Linked DNA regions of Mus musculus: region 1 is linked to region 2. Evidence: chromatin contacts called from public HiChIP or PLAC-seq data. All regions are on one chromosome and are shown on one strand. The core of a region is the stretch at or near the end of the contact, and the rest is flanking DNA. Distances in the headings are between cores, read along the strand shown. Region 1 overlaps Dcun1d4 (DCN1, defective in cullin neddylation 1, domain containing 4 (S. cerevisiae)). Region 2 has its middle 6.5 kb from the start of Cwh43.

The links. HiChIP or PLAC-seq counts read pairs in DNA pulled down with a chosen protein or histone mark.
Region 1: a contact with region 2 is called in a FOXA1 HiChIP or PLAC-seq map of pancreatic cancer cells. The contact joins two enhancer-like sites. A contact is called at or near these places in 6 of 39 promoter capture datasets (the 3T3-L1 cell line, 3T3-L1-derived adipocytes, the HPC-7 cell line and 3 more), 1 of 484 Hi-C or Micro-C datasets (morula) and 2 of 115 datasets of contacts at active chromatin or transcription factors (cardiomyocytes and pancreatic cancer cells).

Annotation. Positions count from the first base shown.
Region 1 is chr5:73,557,279-73,563,962 of GRCm38.p6, forward strand. Dcun1d4 (DCN1, defective in cullin neddylation 1, domain containing 4 (S. cerevisiae)) reads left to right here. Exons shown (of 11, transcript NM_178896.5): 10 at 1-78; 11 at 354-3,516. The coding sequence ends at 409. Among named protein-coding and RNA genes, the nearest start is that of Dcun1d4, 70 kb to the left of the region's middle. Within about 2 kb of position 1,708, at least 26 of the 459 cell types and tissues checked have an H3K27ac peak or open chromatin away from gene starts, as enhancers often do. A contact at or near this core is called in pancreatic cancer cells, where this site is marked.
Region 2 is chr5:73,396,111-73,402,969 of GRCm38.p6, forward strand. It overlaps the pseudogene Gm35960. Among named protein-coding and RNA genes, the nearest start is that of Cwh43, 6.5 kb to the right of the region's middle. Within about 2 kb of position 5,386, at least 73 of the 459 cell types and tissues checked have an H3K27ac peak or open chromatin away from gene starts, as enhancers often do. A contact at or near this core is called in pancreatic cancer cells, where this site is marked.

The DNA.
Region 1 (6,684 bases), core at 458-2,957, 160 kb after region 2:
AAGACCAGTGGTGCAATGTTCTGGAGTTCAGCAGAACGATTAGTCTCGACCTCAGCAACTACGATGAAGACGGAGCATGTGAGTACTGGGTGCTGAGTGAGTACTGGGTGCTGAGTGATCTCTCCTTCCTCCCCCACTCATTCACTGTACACTTCTCTCCCGGAACAGCCTCTGAGCCCATGGCTTTTCTTCTGCCCCTCACCTCTCCCTCCACCTTCCTCTTCTTCTCCCTCTCCTTTCCTCTTTTTCCTTCTCTTCCTTCCAGTTGACCCTCGGTCCCCATGGGTGTTGGCCACATGCTGAGCCTCTGAAGCCTCTCCAGGCCTCATGTTGTTTGTTCTTTGTCTCTCCAGGGCCAGTTTTGTTGGACGAATTTGTGGAATGGTATAAAGACAAGCAGATGTCCTAGGACCTTATGCCTGGCAGCGAGAGTCACTGTTCCCACGGTTATGTCACCCATTAGCCATAAACTGCTGTCTGTATGGAAGCGCATGCTGCTTTTCTTGCACCGCCAGCCTCTTGCAGGCAGGCGTGTCTCGGTGTTTGCTATTGAATGGGCCGCCCTGCTTGATGTAGCATTGTTCTCTTGGAGGCTGCTCTGCAGTTCGTTTTCACACTACAGATTGGTGAATTTGCCAACGTCCTCACTGTGATTATGTGTATATTGCTGTTTAAATTTTGTATATGTGTATAAAATGAAAAGCTTCACCTAGAGATTATTTCTGCAAAAATGTATTGTAAAAATAATTTTGTGGCATATTTTTGGTCCCCCCCTTTTTTTTTCAAATGAACCAGTTATACTTTATTTGGTCTCAAATTTCAGAAAACATAACTGTCCCCGTAAGCAAGTATTGCCAGAATTAACCTCATTGCTTAAGAGGCCAACTTCTGGAAGAAGTAGGAGCCATGACTTACTGTGGCATAAGCCAAATATGACTTGGTTTCCTTGACAACTTTGGTATTTTAAAGTGACAAAAGTTATTTATTTGAGTGCACAAACAGCTGACACGCTACAAAGCATTTCTAACACAAAACGTACAGGTTTATGGTGTTTTTTCCCTTCCTCTTCCTCCTCTCCTCCTTAAATTGCTCCTTATTTTAAATCGAAGCTTACGTTTCCATAAACCTTCCTCTGTTTCCCTGCTTTGTGTTCCTCTAGCAGTGCTTGGTCTGCTGAAGCTCTCTGTGCCACTGTGCAAACCGTCCTTTGCCACCCACCCTCATGAGCCTCCTGGTTTGCTGGCGGCATGACTGCAAAGCACTTTGAACTATGCTTGAGATTTTAGTTACTCTTTCATGGTGTCTGTAATACCCTAGGGCTTTGGAGTTGTTTGTTTGTTTTTGTTTTTAAACCACAAGTGAGAGCTGTTTGTTTCCTGTCTTTGTTTCACCCGTGCTGGGCTTCTCCTGGCCACGCGTCCATTGCAGGCAGTGGACTGAAACCACCAGCATCGAGCTAACCCTGTTCACACTGGGACCTTTCTCGGAGGGGCCGCTTGCCATTCCCTGAGTCACAGGTACAGAAGGGTGGTAGTAGCCATTATGTGGATGAGAAACCAGAGCCAACACAGCAGTAGTTGTGAGTTTGTACCTTATGTCTTACGTTTAAGGTTTGCATCTGCTTGCTTGCTTGCCTTGCCCCTCGTGCAGAAGTACACAGTTAACAGGTTTCCCCAACCATGTGGTGCTATGACTCACTCGGTCCCTGAAGTCTGTGAAAACACATCTAAGATTTAACCCAGGAAAGAGCTAATGGCTGGTTTGCTGGGTAAATGGTATAGAGGGATCCGTGCCTGCCCAGGCAGGTGATGGCTACAAGATGGTGGGGTTATTGGCCAAAAAAGAAAAGAGTCTTCTCCATTCAGTGTGAACCTTTAAATGGCATTAAATGAGCAGAGCACAGAGACAGTGCTACCCTGACCGCTGTTTCACAGTTCCTTTTCAAAGTGTTGCTATTTTCATATATTTCTTTCCCTGATTGAACCACCAAAGACAGAAATGTTATATGTATATATCGTGTGCGTGCATATGCAAAATCATGATGTGGTGGAATGCAAATACTTGCCTTTTTCTACCAAATAATGAGGTTTGGTTTGCTGTGAAATAAATCAGAAGTTTAAAAAGACCAACAACCCGATATTGCTTTAGCATAACCATCCTTTGTCTGTAGTCTCACTTATGAATTAGTATATGAACACAATGTAAACTTCTTGGAAAAAACCACAGCTTTTGAGACTGCTCTATGAAAGGCATTCCAGTGCATACAGGTGTGTGGCGCTGGGGACTGCTAAGACAGGCACAGCTCTGCAGAGGAGGATCCCTTTTCAGGTGGTCCCACGGTTAAAGAATCATTCTCTCAGGGTGACTGTTGTTGAGGTAGGTCAGCTGTCGATTGTCTCGATGCAAAGAAGGATCATAGATGGGATTGTTTTAAATGCTGTGTGAGAATCTAGAGAGTGTTTGAAACACTAAGCACAGTGAACCTGCGAGTAAAGGTGGTTACCAACATGAGAAATTCCATTTTATCTTCCGTGAACATTTTGATAATAGAGACTCAAGTAAAAACCACCGTGATGACTAGGATGGAAGTCGGCATTCCAGAGGGGATGACCAATATTTACAACTCCAGATAATCTCTGAACTGCCTCAAGAAACAAACCACCGTGACTGTGGCTTGCCTTTGGATTTCTCGATTTTACAGAGCTATTATTAAGGGGACCCCTTTTCTTGAAGAATCGCCAAGTTACGCAAGTTGAACGATCATCAAGAGCACTTATGGCTACCATTGGAAGAAGCCCGGGCGCCTTCGGTTCTCCAGTACCTGAGCCCCAGCCACCCTTCCTCCCTTCACTTGTGTTTCAGGGTGCGGCAACATCCTCTTGTTGGGGAATGCAGCTTGCAGCCGTTTACACTGCACTGGGTAGAAGTTATCTAGCAAGATGTGCTGGATAGCCATGGTAGCCTTTGGCGTGCCCCTTTTGAAGCATGAACTCTTGTGTTCAGTCTTTCTAACTGATTAGACAAACCTCTAGATTCTGGTTTAACAGATTTCTGCTGCCTCTGTCTCCATCCTAACCATACTTTTGAAGTTTATACAGAAAGCTTTAAGAGTTTAGTTTGTGCCCTTGGTTTTTATTTTTACAACTGCTAAAATACCTCTGTAAGCCTTATCCTTTATCCTTTCATAGTTGTATAAAATTGTATAGAATTCATTCACCAACTGAAATGTTGGATATCTGTAAATGAGACCAAAATGTGGGTTGCTTTTTTTCATAAAATAATTTCTATTGGGCGTTGCTGTGACATGAACAGCAGCCAGCCTATTAACTGTGAATGCCTTGTGTCGTCAGTATTTGCATTACATTCATAAAAGTGTGCAAGTCCTGTGACTCCCAGCTTAACTAAATACTGTTATGCCACTTAACGAGCACAGCAAACTGGTTTAAGTTTCAATGAAATTGATGTAAAATGATAGCCCATAAATAAACAGATATTTGTGTTTGGTTTCAGAACTGATTTGTGGGGTCTTTGTACTCTGGGTTTCTCTGCCAAAACCATTTTTAAAGTACTTTTTTAAAAAATTTAAATGTTTTATCCTTTGCCTTTCAGCCTGTTCTATTAAAAAAAAATCTTACAGGTTCAGGGGGGAAATGCAAGAGTAATCCAATGAATATGTATATTCCTGTAACATAGACACACCTTAGGGCATTTCCTGGGTGGGGGCAGGGGAGGAAGACAGACAGATACTACTTCATTTTCTGAATCGTTTGACACTGAATTACATTATGACACAGCATACTGACCTTTTAGAATGAGATAGAATCTATTCATGGTGACACTATGCAGTGGTCACACTCAAGAATTTCAGCAATGGTAATGTTACTTGATACACAAAATTAAAATCTGCCTAATTGTATCAATAATAGGTATTTTATTTCCCAACCAAGGATAAGAATTTTATAAGAATGTTTCCGTGTAGAGCATCTTAAAAGTCTTGGCAAGGACAGTTTAGGCACTCATCGAGTTGTGGTGACAGAATGATTTGTTACCATCGACTCTATTGTGCTTTTCTAAACATTGAATGCTAATGCTAAGTGATCATAAGCCAAGAGCTAGGCAACCATTTTACTACCCATAAGGGTACTGTGCAGGAAGCTGTGTGTACCGGCCTGCTTTCTGCTCTGTGTCCCATATTAGAATGTGAGCTGAGGAGAGGGCCTTTGACCCATCCTGGAAGACTAGAACGTGTATGGGGAAGGAAGTCATAGTTACTAGTCTGGCAAAGCACTGTCAACATGTAAGTTAATCTGGGAAGATATGGATGTAAAAATGAGAAAGGCCAGTGTCTTATGGTTTACATTGCCATGTAGAGACACCATGACCATGGCAACTCTCTATATAAAGGACAACAATTAACTGGGCTTGGTTTACAGGTTCAGAGGTTTGGTCCATTATCATTAAGGCAGGAGCATGCAACGTCCAGGTAGGTATGGCACAGGAGGAGCTAAGAGTTCTACATCTTGTTCCAAAGGCAAGCAGGAGATTTGCCTTCTGGGCTGCTAAGAGGCCCACACCCACAGTGACACACGTTCTCCAGCAAGGCCACACCTGCTCATGATGCCAATCCCTGGGCCAAGGATATTCCAACCACCACACCAGGAAGTGATAGTTTCTGGAGTCTCGTAAGCTTTGGGGAGAGAGAAAATGGCAAGATGACTAAGAAGTCCAAATACATACTCTCCAAATTGGTGACTGGCATTTGGCCCAAAAGCTAAGGGCCAAACCAAGAAAGTATTTTTCCAGATAACCAGGAAAGAAGATGGCAAGTAAACATACTTGTACTTAAATATTGTAATTATTTAACTGCAAGTTAATGGGAAGGATCAGGGGTGGTCCTGGCTTCCTATAGAGTATGAGCCCAGGGTGTGTCCTGCAGCCTCCATATGGAGGAGTAGAGTCTTGAACAGTGTTCATCCACATGAAGAGTCATTGATACGCATACATTTTCCAGCAGTGTAATTGGACCAAGATAAATGGGAAATAAGTCACCAAGGCCTAGTCAGACCACCTGAGGTGCATTGCAGACATATAGAGAAGTAAGTTACAAGACAGCGACTCTCAGGAAACTTTTATACCCTTTGAAATAATGAGATAACAAAGGGATCTTGGAGTGAGACATGGGGAAAAATTGGGACTGAAGACAGAGCTTAGTGGTAGGGAACTTGCCTAACATGCACAAGGCCTTGGTTACAGCACCACACATGAGCTTCATTTTAGAGCAGTGGTTCTCAACCTGTGGGTCGTGAACCCTTTAGTAAACCTCTACCTCCCAAACTATTTACAGTATGATTCATAACTAAAATTACAGTTATGAAATAGCAAAAATATTATTTTATGGTTGGGGGGATCACCACAACATAAGGAACTGTATTAAAAGGTCAAAGCCTTGGGAAAGTTGAGAACCACTGCTCTGGAGTTTTCAAAACTGAGCATGGTGGTATGTGTGCGTCTCAGCACCTGAGAGGCTGAGGCAGGTTTGCCATGAGTTTTAGACCACTCTGGGCTACAGTTTGAGAACCTGACCATGAATGTTAAAAAACAAATACAGAAACAAACAAACAAAAAACCAAAAAGCAGTTCTAGGAGGTTTGATGTGTTCTAGCCTCCTCAGGCCCCAGGCCAAGCATGCATGTCATGCACAAACACTGACAGAAAATAGTATGTTAATAAAATACTTTTGAAAAAAGATGACTATTGGGTCAAACCCAGGGCTACTGAAATGAGGAAACTTGGCACTGTGCATGATCTGTTTGTGCCTAACAATGGCAAGGTGCACTTTTTTAGAGATGGGGTAGTGTGTGTGTGTGTATGTGTGTGTGTGTGTGTTTGTGTGTGTGTGTATGTGTGTGTGTGTGTGTGTGTGTGTATTCATACTGAACTACTCTTAACTGGAGTTACAGGTGGGTGTGTGCTGGGAATTCCAGTGTGAAATCTGAGGCCTCTGCAAGAGCAACCAGTGCTCTCAACCACTGAGCCACCTCTCCAGCCGTTTTTTGTTTTTTGGTTTGTTTCTTTCTGTGTTTGTTTTGAGCTTTTTCTGTCAGGTTCTCAAACTGTAGCCCAGAGTGGCCTAAAACTCATGGCAAACCTGCCTCAGCCTCTCGAGGGCTGAGAAGCACACATACCACCATGCTCAGTCTTGAAAACTCCAAATTGTTATGTGAAGAGTAACTTCTACATAGACGATCCCAGAAAAGTGTTTCTGGTTCCACCAGAGGTCACTTGTCTTTGTAGTTCTCTCAGCTGGCAAAACCACAGATGACTCCTGTGACTCCTCGGGCTTTCTGGCCCCATCCTAAGCTTGTGAGGCAGAGGACCACCCAACATAGGCCCACATATTACTTTTGGCAGAAGAGTTTAATTTTTCCCTGGTTTGAATCCATCTCTGGCATGTCATCAATTACTTGAAGAGAAAAGAAGTGCATTTGTAGAAGTCATGCTCTGCGGGTCTCAGAGAGAGTAAGAAGCTAAGAAACAGGGACAAAATAATAGGAACATTGTAAAGAGTGAGTAAAAGTGACGTCCCATCTCCCAAAGAAACGTTCACACTCAAAAGACATTCCTTTGAAGGCACTGTAGGGTGAGTCTGGGCTGTATGAAAGTCAGCTCAACAGGCCCTGGGTG
Region 2 (6,859 bases), core at 4,136-6,635:
TACATTCTTGTCGGACACACATGAAAAAAAATCGTTTTGACTAAAATCAAATCTTTATTATTTTTTTTATAACTGTCTTAGTCAGGGTTTCTATTCCTGCACAAACATCATGACCAAGAAGCAGTTGTGGAGGAAAGGGTTTATTCGGCTTACACTTCCATACTGCTCTTCATCACCAAAGGAAGTCAGGACTTGAAATAATCAGGTCAGGAAGCAGGAGCTGATGCAGAGGCCATGGAGGGATGTTCTTTACTAGCTTTCATTCCCTGGCTTGTTCAGCCTGCTTTCTTATAGAACCCAAGACTACCAGCCCAGGGATGGCTCCACCCACAAGGGGCCTTTCCCCCTTGATCACTAATTGAGAAACTGCCTTACAGCTGGATCTCATGGAGACATTTCCTCAACTGAAGCTCCTTTCTCTGTGATAACTCCAGCTGTGTCAAGTTGACACAAAACCAGCCAGTACAGTAACTTATAAATGTGACCCAAATGTGTTCACCAAACTACAGCTGCTCTCTGATATTTATGGACCCTCTAGACATCTCATTGGGCTTAATTATAGGCCACTCACAGTAATGGCTTTTTAGTAGCAAGGGTGGCTTCATGGTCAGCCATTTTCACCCTTGTGAATGCTGCATTTCTGGCCGAGAATGCAGCACTCACTTTTAAGCTGTGCTGCATCCATTTTTAAACGGCATCAACATCAAAGGCACCATCTGTGCTGGCTGACATCTCAGTTTCAACTTTTGGTACACTGGCAGTCTTCAAATATGCCATCTCAATGTTTTCATCTTCGTCTTCTTCCTCACCACCTGAGGGTTCTTCCTCTGCTTCCTGCGACCATTAAATAAGTGGTTCTGTGTTGAAAGGAATCTCCTTGGGAACCTCCTTTGAGACACATTTCTTCCTTTCTTATTTCCTTCCTTCCTTCCTTCCTTCCTTCCTTCCTTCCTTCCTTCCTTCCTACCTTCCATACTTCCTTCCCTCTTTGCTTCCTTCCTTCTCTCCTTCTTTTCTCCCTTCTCTCCTTCCTTCCTTCCTTCCTTCCTTCCTTCCTTCCTTCCTTCCTTCCTTCCTTCCTTCCTTAGGTTGCTTCTGTTAGGTGTTGTCCCTCATCACTGGGAAGTAACTACCACACTTGGTGTCTCCCTGGGGTCTTGATCCGCTGATGATGACCATTCCTAGAAGGTCTTCCTTCCTCTCATGTCTCCTTTAAGATGCATGAAATCTTGGCGATGAGCTGAGCTTGATGCTATACTACCACACATTCCAGACTACAAAGCAGGTACCGCTGACCTTTTGGTTGTTATGACAACGTCTTAGGAAATGGTATCTTTGTTTCTTGATTTGCTCTCTTATCTTCTCATTAAAGAGAATGTCAGTCAAAACAAGAGGACCCATAGTTTTTACAACTGGTCTTTCTGCCTCAGCGATGACTTCTTTATCAGATGAATTACTAATGCTCTCTCTCTCTCCTCTTTTTTTCAAACAAAATCAAATCAAACAGGATATTGAAATGCTCTTCTATAGTGCTTTCCAAATCATCACTGAGTGTCAGAGCATCTACTTGGTCATTGGTTTCATCCATTTGGTGCCTCTGAGCTGGATCACTTGTGTCCTACTGCCTCTCCCTCCCCCCCCCCATCCTCCTCTTCTTCCATATCGTGTGGAGGAGGACTGATTTCATTTGGTGGTGGAGGTGGGCGACGTGAATCTTAATTCGAGCAGTCTGCATAGTGACAAAAAGTTAGGCGGTCTGCTTATTTGAGAATCACCATGAGTAAATTATATGTTACTAAGCCAAGGGATCATTACACCATTGAAGATCATATGGAAGAGGGTCATCTATTGCCACGAGAAAACATTCTCAATGTATTGGGCAAGCAAGGAAAGCAAACAGCAACTCAGACATCCTCAAGCCAAATAAAGGGAAGCAATCAAAGCTCACGGGGAAAGAGCTGCCCATCAGTTCTGAAGTGGAACATAAGGGACTAGGAGTGCTTGTAAGAAAGAGCTGCAGTGGATTACTCTCTTTGTCCAAACAGTTTCTGCCTCTTTGAGTAGACACTGCCTGAGTTAGTCAGTTTTCTTCTGTTACTGTAACAAATGTTGGAAACAATCCACCTACACAGAGAAAAGGTCTGTTGGAGCTCACTGTTTTCAAGGGTGGAGCCCACAGTCTGGTGACTCCATTGCTTTCAGGCCTGTGGGGAGACAGCGGGGATGCAAGGTGGCCAAATGGAAAGAGGGCTAAAGGGAGATGTTGGGGTTTCAGCACCTATCTTAAGGGTGTGTCACTGTGAGTACAAACCCTCTCACTGGACTTTACCTCTTAGAGGACACATCTAGAGCCACAGGCTGCCTGGCTTGAGAAGGCTAGAGTGTGGGTTTGTCCATTTCTTCCCTTCCCTTCCCTTCCCTTCCCTTCCCTTCCCTTCCCTTCCCTTCCCTTCCCTTCCCTTCCCTTCCCTTCCCTTCCCTTTTCTATTCTTTTTCCTTTCTCTCTTCTTCTGCCTTTCCCATGTCTGTCCTCAGCAGTGGTGGAGACATAACCCAGGTCTTAATGCATGCTGGATGAGTGCTTTGTACTGGTAGCACCCCAAGTCCCTTGGTTCGATGGCTAGGAAGAAAAACCACGTGGTACCTCCATGAGACATGCAGTAGGAGGCTGATTTCTCATCCAGGTTCCAGCTTCACAGTGCCAACTATTGCTGCACCTGACCTGGGATGGTTGTGGGATACCAGGGAGACAGATGTTAGTCATTGCAGACCAGGAACTGATCCCTTTCTCTGGTAGTGTGGATATTTTCATAAACCAAATGAGCCTGAACTGCCATGGTGGTAGTGGAGGAGGTGGTGGAGGTGGAGGAGGTGGTGGAGGTGGAGCAGGTGGTGGAGGTGGAGGTGGAGGTGGAGGAGGTGGGGATGGAGGAGGTGGAGGTGGAGGAGGTGGTGGAGGTGGAGGGGGTGGGAGTGGAGGTGGAGGTAGAGGAGGTGGAGGTGGAGGAGGTGGAGGTGGAGGTGGAGGTGGAGGAGGTGGTGGAGGTGGAGGTGGAGGAGGTGGTGGAAGTGGAGGTAGAGGTGGAGGGGGTGGGAGTGGAGGTGGAGGTAGAGGAGGTGGAGGTGGAGGAGGTGGAGGAGGTGGAGGTGGAGGAGGTGGAGGTGGAGGTGGAGGAGGTGATGGAGGAGGTGGTGGAGGTGGAGCAGGTGGAGGAGGAGGTGGAGGAGGTGGAGGTGGAGGAGGTGGTGGAGGTGGAGCAGGTGGAGGAGGAGGTGGAGGAGGTGGAGGTGGAGGAGGTGGTGGAGGTGGAGCAGATGGAGGAGGAGGTGGAGGAGGTGGAGGTGGAGGTGGAGGAGGTGGTGGAGGTGGAGATGGAGGTGATGGAGGAGGTGGAGGAGGAGGTGGTGGAGGAGGTGGAGGTGGATGGTTCTTCTCAGCACACCTCTTTAAGGAAGAGCTTTTCTTATTCTCACCAGGAGATCAGATCTTTATCACAACAGGCAGTGTTAGGTAATGCCAGAGATCCTCGTTTTACGATAAAACGAAAAACAGTCTCATCGTGTTCTGACTGAACTCCGCGTGGTCATGCTCTATAAAACGAGGGGACAGAGGGGACGAGGAAGCAGCTGGCACGACTGTGAGGGACTTCATTCATTTCCAGGTAATGTAAGAATGTCAATGACAGCTTCAGGGTGGAAAAGAGATCCCACCAAAAAAGTGAGGTGCTAAGGCCTTTGGAATTTAAATATGAGCCAAACCTATTATAAATATGAAAATGGAGGTAGTAGTTGCAATGGCAAGCTGACATCATTGCATGCACACTGTGCAGGCGAGGCTGAGCATGGCTTTATCAGTATCCAAATAACTCATATCCTGTGTGTTGGGTGTAAACATTTTATAATCTCTGTAATTAAAAAGCAATAAGATTGGTGGAGAGCCAGGTAATTAAAACTTCCTATGAGCCCTCTATTGATCATATGATTTCCTAGTAAGGAAATTAGAAGCAGCTTCATAATTAACTCGCTATGGATACATTAACTCAACTCCACATTAAAGGGGCACAGGAGAGCCTCAGGAGCCTCGGGGAACTTTCCCACTGTGCCATGCAGGACCAGACTGGAAACGCAGAACAGTCTAGAGTGGGATGCTGCTCTCTCTGGAGACTGATGGGGGCCGATGATGAAACCCTTCCTTGTATGCCGAGTGCTGGTGTGGAATCTGTAGTTGGGAGAATGCCAACGAGATTACAGAAAGCCTCAAGAAGGCAATTAAAATACTCTCAGGACAGAGCTGTCACTGTTAAGTTGCCAGCCTTGTCTCTAAGACCTCCCCTGCACTAGGCCAAACATCATGGCAGCTTAACAAAAGACCTCCCCCTCCACCCCCCCCAGTATTGTGAGTTCTGTGAACACCACAACCGGCACCACACTGAAGGCCTTAGCTTTTTATCTATTTAAACCTCAAAATAAGTCTCTATAAAGTAGACTTTTGTAGCAGAGATGGATAGCTGCTCACCAAGATCTCCCGTCATCGAAGGACTGCATTTTCCAGACACACCTATGGTGAGCTGCAGTCAGAGTGCTAAAGAAAATGAAGTAAGACAGAAGGCCAATTGCAACAAAAGCAAGTTAGATACTGAAAAAGAAACTAACTTTATAATGGACTAGCAAAGCACTGCACAGACACACACTCTCAATTAGACCTGTGTGGTTTTTGTTTCCAGCATATGAAAACTGCTCTTCCGTTGTCAACTGGACTGGACTCAAGAGCCACCCAGGAAAGTTTACCTCAAGGAGTGTCCACGAGGGTGTTTCCGAGGTTTAAATGGGGAGGGAAGACTCACCCTAAATGTGGGCGGCACTGTCCCCTGGGCTCTACTCCTTTTTTTTAGATTTATTTATTATTATACATAAGTCCACTGTAGTTGTCTTCAGATGCACCAGAAGAAGGCATCAGATCTCATGGATGGTTGTGAGCCACCATGTGGTTGCTGGGATTTGAACTCAGGACCTTCGGAAGAGCAGTCGGTGCTCTTACCACAGTGAGCCATCTCACCAGCCCTGGGGCTCTACTCTTGGACTGAATAGAAAGGAGAAAGGGAGGAAGGTGCCCTTTTGTTTCTTTCTGCTTCCCGACTGTGCATGCAGTATAGCAGGAAGACCTTCCCTGTTGCCAGACCTCTCCTGCCGTCGTGGACTGTACCCTTAACTTCAGATTATCAGCCCTAGTAAACCTTTCCTTCCTTTCTTCAGTTGCTTTTGCCAGGTACAGTGAGAAGTGCAATCAATCCAGAGAGAAACAGGGAGGCACCCAGGCAGGAGAGTGCAGGGTCTGATGTCTTTTCTTCATTTGCTGGCGTTCAGACTGCAGCCTCGCCCAAAACACTTGAAAGTGTTTTGGAGATCCTCACCCTATGTGATTCATGAACTTAGCATCCCGTGGGCAGGGAAGTGCTGCCAGCACACTGACAGTCGGGAAGTTGCCAGTCACAAGTTAATTTTAGAAGTGTCATCTACTCTATGAGAAACTGGATTCACCAACCCACTTCCTTCTCCACCTATATGAACCCCCCCCCCCGTAACCTCTAAGCCACTCTCAGTCACTTTCAATTTGCCTACTCAGAATATTTCTCGTAAACAGGATTGTACAATTTTTTTTTTAATGACTGGCTCCTTTCTCTTAACACAGTGTCTAGAGTGAACTGTGCCATCGTATGTAGCAATACCTTTTCATTGCTGAATGCTGTTCTATTGAATGTAAATAACACTATAATCAGGGCTTATGCATTTGGACTGCTTCTCTTTAGGGCTGTTAGAAGCACTGCTGCTTCAAGCATCTGTGCATGGGGTTTGTACATTGCCCGCCCCCCCCATACCTATACCTTGGAGTGCAATGGTTGGCTCATACAGTACCTCTGTATTTAACTCTTTGAGGAACCGATAGAACGTTTTCCAACATAGCTGCACCACGTTCTGCCCCCTCCAGCACAGTCTTCACATCCTTGTCAACATGTTAGCATCCGATTTTTTAAAAAATAAAAAAATCAGAATTCCATAGTGAGTGTGAAGTGAATTTCTCCTATGTAATTATCTTTAACATTGATGTTCACTGAGCTGCTGTGTATCTTTCTGGTGATGGTGGTGGTGGTGGTGGTGGTGGTGGTGGAATTTCTTTCATTTCTTTTGTTTATCTTAAACATTAGTTGTTGTTGTTTTAACTTTTGCCTTCTAAAGGCTCATATTACTCAGTTTGGCTTTGGACTCGCTACATAGCTGAGAATGACCTTGAAATCCTTGTCCTTCTGCCTCTCCTCCCAAGTGCAGGGATTACAAATGCGTGCTACCACAACCTGCTAATACTTTTAAAATACAGGCAGTACACCAGGAGTCTCATCATATTCAATTGAGGTAAAAGTTGCCATTAAGTTTATCTTCTCAAAGGGCGAAGTCAAATGGCTTTGTGTATTTATTATGTATCTGGCAGCACAGCTAAACTCCAAAATATTTTCTTTTTTCTTTTTTTTTTAAAGATTTATTTATTTATTATTATATGTAAGTACACTGTAGCTGTCTTCAGACACACCAGAAGAGGGAGTCAGATCTTGTTACGGATGGTTGTGAGCCACCATGTGGTTGCTGGGATTTGAACTCTGGACCTTCAGAAGAGCAGTCGGGTGCTCTTACCCACTGAGACATCTCACCAGCCCCCTCCAAAATATTTTCATCACCCCTGTCTTAGGGTTTCCATTGCTGTGAACAGACACCGTGACCAAGGCAAGTCTTACAAAGGACAATATTTAATTGGGGCTGGCTTACAGGTTCAGAGGTTCAGTCCATTATCATCATGGCAGGAAGCATG